Linked DNA regions of Bos taurus: region 1 is linked to region 2. Evidence: chromatin contacts called from public Hi-C data. All regions are on one chromosome and are shown on one strand. Each heading gives the region's core, a stretch centred on a gene start, on an enhancer-like site or on the middle of the called end of the contact. The rest is flanking DNA. Distances are from core to core; before and after follow the strand shown. Region 1 holds the start of AGFG1 (ArfGAP with FG repeats 1). Region 2 has its middle 29 kb from the start of TM4SF20.

Evidence for each region. Hi-C and Micro-C count contacts between places; a contact is called where the count stands out from the background.
Region 1: a Hi-C map of blastocyst shows a contact between it and region 2, with 2.3 times the contacts expected there. The contact joins the promoter of AGFG1 here to the enhancer-like site in region 2. A contact is called at or near these places in 2 of 11 Hi-C or Micro-C datasets (blastocyst and liver).

Annotation. Positions count from the first base shown.
Region 1 is chr2:115,627,832-115,631,872 of ARS-UCD2.0, reverse strand. It overlaps AGFG1 (ArfGAP with FG repeats 1), which reads right to left and starts at 1,763. Exons shown (of 13, transcript NM_001038171.2): 1 at 1,365-1,763. The coding sequence starts at 1,531.
Region 2 is chr2:115,557,602-115,561,285 of ARS-UCD2.0, reverse strand. No RefSeq gene overlaps it. Among named protein-coding and RNA genes, the nearest start is that of TM4SF20, 29 kb to the right of the region's middle. Within about 2 kb of position 1,460, at least 11 of the 102 cell types and tissues checked have an H3K27ac peak or open chromatin away from gene starts, as enhancers often do. A contact at or near this core is called in blastocyst and liver, where this site is marked.

The sequences.
Region 1 (4,041 bases), core at 514-3,013, 70 kb before region 2:
GTAGGCACCCAATAAATATGTTAAAGAAATAATCATCATGGGAGACATCTTTGCCCAACTTAGGAAGATGAAAAATCGTACATAACTGGGCATGCCTTACATTTTCCAAAAAAAAAAAAAAAAATCAAGTTTTCTCACATATTATACACTTCGCCTCAAGATTAATCTTACAAAGTTTCTGGAGGGGAAGGGGGAGACCAAATAATTGATTTCAAAGAATGGAACGAGAGAAAGAATTTGAGTAGATGTTTGATATAACAAAGGTTTTAAGACCATTTAGTAATCACCTCTTCGTTGGTAACTTACTACAAGATAATTTAGTGTATAAAAACAACTTAGTTCCAGAATCAACTATAAACTCTCAAAAAAAAAAAAAAAAAAAGAAAAGAAAAACCTTCTATCTCAGCAACAAACATCTTAATAGAAAAAAAACAGCTTAATGAAGAAAAGAGGAACAAATGCAAACCATTCCAGTAATTCAAGACGGCAGTCTCCCTTTTCCTGAAACAATACTGTCCTCCATCTCTTCTCGTTTCTGTGTACACGACAGGACACTTGGGTATTGATGGGGAAATCTTACAGATAACACCACCACCATATGGACAATGACACAGCTCCTAGTCAGTCCCTTACTTCCATTTAAAACTTTACCCCAACTCTTCAAGGCTCTCTTTGGGTCATAAAGCTGAAGTCCCACAATCTCACGCCTGCTTTCTCTGGCTCCTTCTCCCGCAATTAAACGCGGACCCTCTCCCCTCCCCTCAACTTTTCCCTTGGGATTCCCATCTCTGCCATCAAAACATTTTAACCCCGCTACTATTTCTAAGTGCTGGCTTTCTCAGTGTCCTAGGAACTCTGGATCCAAGAGAAAAAAAAAACAAACATGCTAAGCGTCCCTGCTCTCTCTCCCACCCCAGCCTTACCCACCACCCCTCTACCGGGGACCCAGCAGGTGCCTCGCTAGGGACCGCCGCGCCCCGGCCGAGAGGCGGGGCACACAAAGGACCCGCGAGGCCCTCCCAGCCTCCTCCCGTCCTCCCATTGCAGCTCCATCGGGTCTGCGCTCCCGGACTAGCGGAGGCCCGAGGGAGGCGGGCAGGCGCCGGCTCCGCGGGGACCAGAGATGCTCACCCCGGGCGCCCTCTCCCGACCCCGACCCCGCCCACACCCCAGCCACTAAGGCTACCCACCCCCGCGCCGGGCCTGGACCCTCGCCCGGCGAAAACCGAAAGCGCATCCCCGGCCTCGCGGGCCCAGAGCATCCCGGCCCATGGTCCCGAGCCGCGTGAGGCCCCCCGCGCGCGGCCAACCGCTCCCCACGCCCGAGGAAGGGCCGGCCGCCCGCCCGGCCGCCCCGCACTCACAGACTGCCGGAGCAGGAGGTACAGACGAAGGAGCCGACCGTCATGTTCACGTAGGTGGGGCCGCGCTGGTCGCAGTCGAAGCACTTTCGGTTGTGCGGGAGGCCGGTCATGTCCCGCAGCATCTTCAAGTGCTTCTCCTCCTGCTTCCGCTTCGCGCTGGCCGCCATGGCCGCGGCGCCGAGCGAGGAGGCCGGCAGGGCCGGGAGCCGGGCGGCGCTGCGCCGGGGACCCTGCGGTCCCACCGGCCGCCCTGGCCGCGGCCGCCGCCCTCCGTCAGCGCGCGCCGCCTGCGCCGGACCCGGGCCGCTGCGGCTCGACTCGACCGGGCTGAGCGCGAGGCGGACACGCTGCGGAGCGAGGGCTGACGGGCCACGCGAACCGGCCCGACGGTCGTGGGACAACCGCCGCCGCCGCCTTCCCGACTTCTCCTGAGGGGAAAAGACGAGGAAGCGGGGACGGCAAGAAGAGGCCCGCCCCGGGCGGCCGGAGGCCAAGTGTCGGCTCGCGCCCTCTGCTGGCCGGGAGGAGTTACTGCGGCCGCACTTGCAGGCAAAGCGCATTAGTTGGGTTGCCTTCCTCCCCCTGCCTGAAGGGGTTCAAGGGCTGCCCAATGCTTTGGGGATAATTCAGAGTTCATCACCCTGTGTCCTAAACAGCTCTCCATCCGTCTAGCCCAGGTTGCCTCTCTCACTTCATCCTAATCTACTCAGCCACATGGGATTTCCATTTGGATCCAGAACACAGTAAGCTCCCTCTTGAGTCAGGAACCCTTGCCGGGGCTGTACACTCTATAGCAGGGTTTCTCCGCTATGCCTCTGTTGGCATTTTGGACTAGATGATTTCTTGGTGTGGAGGCTGCCCTGTGCCGTGTAGGATATTGAACATCATCTCTGGCCTTGACCCACTAGATGCCAGAATGACCTCCCCACCCCATGCCGTGTTGCTGTGGCAACCGAAAATTCCCTGAGGTTGCTAAATGTGGAGTCATGGTAGAGGGAGGTGAAATCCACCTGGCTGAGAACCACTGCTACATGTGGGAGGCTGTTATCCATGCGCCCACTGCAGGCAACTTCTGTAAGCCCAATCAACCTACTTAATATTGCAGCCCGGAGGATCTGCAACATTTCCACGTGAAAATTTCCACGTTCAGGAAAATCACCCGCAGTGAAATGGCTGTGCTGTGTTTTCTTCATAGTTCTGGCTATTTAAAATCCTGTTCCTGCTACTCTAGAAGAGATTAAGGGAGAGCAAGCCCTGCTCACTCCCTTAATCTTATCAGAGACCCCCACCTTTGACCCACTGTTATAAAGTAAATAAAATCCTACTCCTTCTTTAGTGTTTACTGTGTTTTCCCTGGGATCTCCCTTTAAGGCTCCAAATAACCTAGACCCCACTGTTTTCTTCTCTGCTCCACCCCCTACCCCTCCCAGAGCTGCAGGCTGGGTGCTTAGTATTTATGGAATGAGTGCATTATGTATCTCACTTAATCTTCACAAGATCCCTTATGGTTCTTACAATCGGGAAGCCAACACTCTAGAGGATTAAGTAAATTTACCCTTGGATATACATGGGTTGGCCCAGACAGTCAGACTGCAGAACTCAAATCTTTTAATCACTCCAGGAATCCACAGCCAGCAGGATGTTAAAAATCATTCTTGTCCCTCGTTTCCCCAGGGAGTATCCAGGGAGACCCAGAGAGTCCAGAGTCCCTCATCCGGTGAATAGGAAAGTAAGATTAGAATCCAGGTTTCCTATTGCCAAGGCTAGCCTCCAGATCTCCAGTGAAAGTGACTGGACAAGTCGACCAAATGAGACTTCATATTACTAGTAATAATAATGTGTTTAATAGTAAAAGAAAAGGATTGACAGATTTTGGATTGGCCAATGAATTTTTAACTTAGGCTCGACTTGTGACTCAGACAGTGAAGAATCCACCTGCAGTGCAGGAGACCCAGGTTCCATCCATGGGTTGGGAAGCTCCCCTGGAGATGGGAATGGTTACCCACTCGAGTATTCTTGCCTGGAGAATTCCATGGACAGAGGAGCCTGGTGGACTACAGTCCATGGGCTTGAAAAAAGCGGGACACAACTGAGGGAGTAACACTTTTACAATGCCAGCAGCACATGTAAAAAATTAATAATTCCTTAAAATCTTCATATATCCCATCAGAGTTCAAAGTTCCAATTATCAATGTTTAAAAAAAAATTTTTACAGTTTATTTGAATCCCCACCTCGCAATTGAGTAATGTGTCTCATATTGTAAAATCTCTTTTAGTCTATGGTTACCCCTACATCTCCTTTTTTTTTTTTTTAAATTTTATGTTATTTTATTGGCTGCACCATGCAGAATCCTACTTTCCTGACCTTTGATTGGACCCTTGACCCCTGCAGTGAAGGCTTAGAGTCTTAACCACTGGACCACAAGAAGTCCCCACTATCTCCTTTTTTCCTTTCAATTAATGGTCATGTCATTTACCATTGTCTATGTCATTTAACATTTTTCTCTATCCTCTGTTTCCTAAGAAATGCATTCTTGGGTCTAATTCACTTGTATCCAGTTCAGTTGTTTTTTTTTTTAATTTTGGCCAAATTTTATCTTTGTGTTCTTCCATCAGGAGGTACATAATGGGCGGAGGAGGAGGAGGGGAATATCTTTCTGTCTTTTTTGACATTGAT
Region 2 (3,684 bases), core at 211-2,710:
ACTCATTGGAAAAGACCCTGATGCTGGGAAAGATTGAAGCCTGGAGAAGGGGATAACAAAGGATGAGATGGTTGGATGGCATCACCAACTTGATGGATATGAGTTTGAGCAAGCTCCGGGAGTCGGTGATGGACAGGAAAGCCTCACCAAGAGTCAGACATGACTCAGCAACTGAACTGAACTGAACAGGTGTCTAAGAAGGCAGTGGCTTAGTTTGGCTGTGCCCCAGGCATAGCTGCTTGTCATTTCATTCCACACCTGCGCCTTCTTGAGGAAGGCTTGCTTGGTGGAGTTATTTATTGCCCTGGAATATTCAACTTGGATGATATTGGAAAGACTCAACGTCTTTCCACTCCATCATTTCTCCTCGGGAGGTCCTATACACTTTCTCCTCCATGGTCAACAAAGGGAATGAAGAAGGAAGAACCACATCCCCGTTGAGGACTACAGGTATATTTTATATCATTAAATAAATCCAAAGGAAAGGATTCCCCTTCTGTCTCTGGGATCCCTCCCCAGCTTCATGGCCTGCAACAACAAGGAGGAGGGGCTCTATGATGTGAGAGATATACTGGGCTGCTGCAAGACACCAAAAATATCAACTTTTCAGTGGAAATTTCATTTCAGTCAGATGAGTGACTGAACCACAGCAGAGGTTGAGAAATTAGTCAGAAGGTTGATACAATAAAATCTTGGAAGCTGAGACCTTTTTTAGAAGCATTTGATTGGTCACCAGGTCACAAGTATTGGGTTGGCTAAAAAGCTCAGATGGATTTTTCCATAACATCTCACAGAAGACCCAAGGTACTTTTTGGCCAACCCAATAGTTAGAGCTTTCCAGGTAAAGAATCTGCTGGTGATGCAGGAGACCTGGGTTCAATCCTTGGGTTGGGAAGATCCCCTGGAGGAGGATATGGCAACCCACTCCAGTATTCTTGCCTGGAGAATCCCATGGACAGAGGAGCCTGTTGGGCTACAGTCCATGGGGTTACAAAGAGTCAACGTGACTGAGCGACTAACACTTTCCAGACCCAACACAGCTGGGGGTGGGGGAGGGGGTCCTGTATACACAAGAGTCCCCTTCACTCCATAGACTGAGGAGGGGAATTTGAAAGCATCTGAGGCAAATCCCCAGGCAAGGAAATCAGACTCCTCTCTCAGACATCAAAAAGTACCCAGCAAAATCAATTCGGTGACCAGGTATCTTGTAATCTAGATCAAAGTGAATAATTGTAATTAAAAATGATAAAATAAAATAACAGTACATGCTATAAACATTTATTTTTTAATTTGTTGCCTTACGATAGTCAACATTTAAGGATGGCCTACTTTGTATAGGTTTATCTTCTAGAGGCTATAGAGCAATTAAAAGACAAATTGCACCCACTCCTAGGCCTGGAGAGCTTTCCCTTAGGCGTGGTAGGAGGTGGAGTAGGGCAAAGAGAAAGATAAGTGACACGTTCCCTGGGCCTGAGTGCTGACCTCTGGCAAGAAGCTGAGCAGACCTGCTGTGTGGAGGTGGGGCTAGGCCAGGCCTGTTCATTGAAGATCAGGCCATTCAACCAGCTGCTGTAGTTCCAGCCCATTTTAAGCTTCAGGAGCAAAACAGATGTGTCCTCCAGACCCAGCGGATTCCCTGGATTGTTTAATATGCCCCAAGTGGAGGGAGGTTCAGGAGAGAGGGGACATACGTGTACCTGTGGCTGATTTATGTTGATGCATCGCAGAGACCAACACAATGTTGTGAAACAATTATCCTCCGATTAAAAAAAAGAAAATAAATATGCCTCAAGTGACCAAGGGTCCCCTCTTGGAGTATGGCCAGGTGGATCTCCAGCTAGCTTTTCCCTTGGGTTTTAATAACAAAAGAACTCATCTTAAAAAAAAAAAAATCTGTTCTCTCATTTTCAAGAATTGAGGCCCTACCCTCCGTTTCAAAGGGATATGAGTAGTAGCCAAAACTAGGAAATGATGAACTGGACATTAAGAGAGAAGTAACATGCTGTATCAAGAGTAAGTCAGGAAGGGATAAATTAGAAATTTGGGATTAACACATATTTACTACTGTGGATGAGACAGAAAACCAACAAAGACATACTGTAGAGTTCAGGAAACTCTGTTCAATATTCTGTGACAACCCATATGGGAAAAGAATCTGAAAAAGAATGAATATATGTATGTATATCACTGAATCGCTGTGCAATACCCCCTGAAACTAACACAGCATTGTAAACCAACTATATTCCAATTAAAAAAAAAAAAGAAACTTGCCTTATCAAACTCCAGAGTACCTAAAACGCTTCCAGACTAATTACAAGTTCAGTCACATTTCTATAAAAGCAATAAAAGCAAACACCAAACAAATCACGAGGTCTAGCTTCAGGGCTTTCATTGGACAACCCATTTTGGTACATTTAATGTATATTTTATATATTGGTTTCAGAATTATCTGAATTAGGAATTAGAAAAAGTTACTTTCAGAAGCCATATGAAGAATGCATGCATGCATGCTCAGTCACTAAGAGTGTCAGACTCTTCTGTGACCCCATGGACTGTAGCCCCCCAGGCTCCTCTCTTCATAGGATTCTTCAGGCAAGAATCCTGGAGTGGGTTGTCATTTCCTTCTCCAGAGGATCTTCCTGACCCAGGGATCAGACATGGGTCTGCTATGTTGGCAGGCAGATTCTTTACCACTGAGTCCCCTGGGAGGCCCATATGAAGAATATCTCTGCTAATTTATATGGAGACCGCTTCCAGGAAGACGAAAGACCCTGCCTCTGTCTTTCCTAGGAACCAGGTGCCTGGGAAACAGGAGTAGGAATATGGAGTTTTCTCCCCTGTACTCACATTTGAACTTTTTGAATGTACTACCTACTCAAAAATAAGTATTTTTTATTACACATGAATAAAGTGCTGTAATATTTATTTTTGTCATGAAGTCACTCCATACCACCACTTTCCCTCTGAAGAAATTCTCTCAAAGCCTGAGGAAAATGATGAATTAAACTTTTCCTGACAGGAAAGGCAGTCTAAAAATTATGCCTGATGGAGAGAAGGAAGAATCCTGGCAACAGACACGGTGCTGACAGCCAAAGAAAAACATGTCTGACAGAATTTGGACTGTTCACCCAAGCTGAGCTAGAACCAGAAAGCTAAACATGTTTAGAATGATATCGTCCATCTTAGCATCAATTTACTCAACCAATCAACGCCTTTTGGAATCAGGGCAACCTAGTCTCCGTCCACATCCACCTACCCATGGAGTTCTATTTTCATTTCTTCCAAACTGATGGATGTAAAAGTTGAGTTCCACTTTTGGTTGGAAGCACAGTGCTGTCAGGCTGAAATTTTCACTGCACTGCAGTTCCCAGTGCCCCGGGGCGAGGGGTGAGCTGTGAATGCCCCTGTCTCAGGAAACTGGAAGATGGAGCAATGCAACAGAAAGGAAAAGAAGGGGATAGTAGCAGAATTGCCCACTGCAACACTTGGCGGGAGGAGAAAGGTACACTTTTCCTGGACTGCCTGGCAGAAATGTATGTGGTTTGTGTTTCAGGTCACAGCCAATGCCTGTCTTTGCTGGGACCTTTGATCCTATTTGGAAGAATGCTACCAATGACAAACCCTGAACTTGAACATGCACACCTGGAACTTGAACTCAGATGAGAAAGCAAGCCAAGTGCTGGT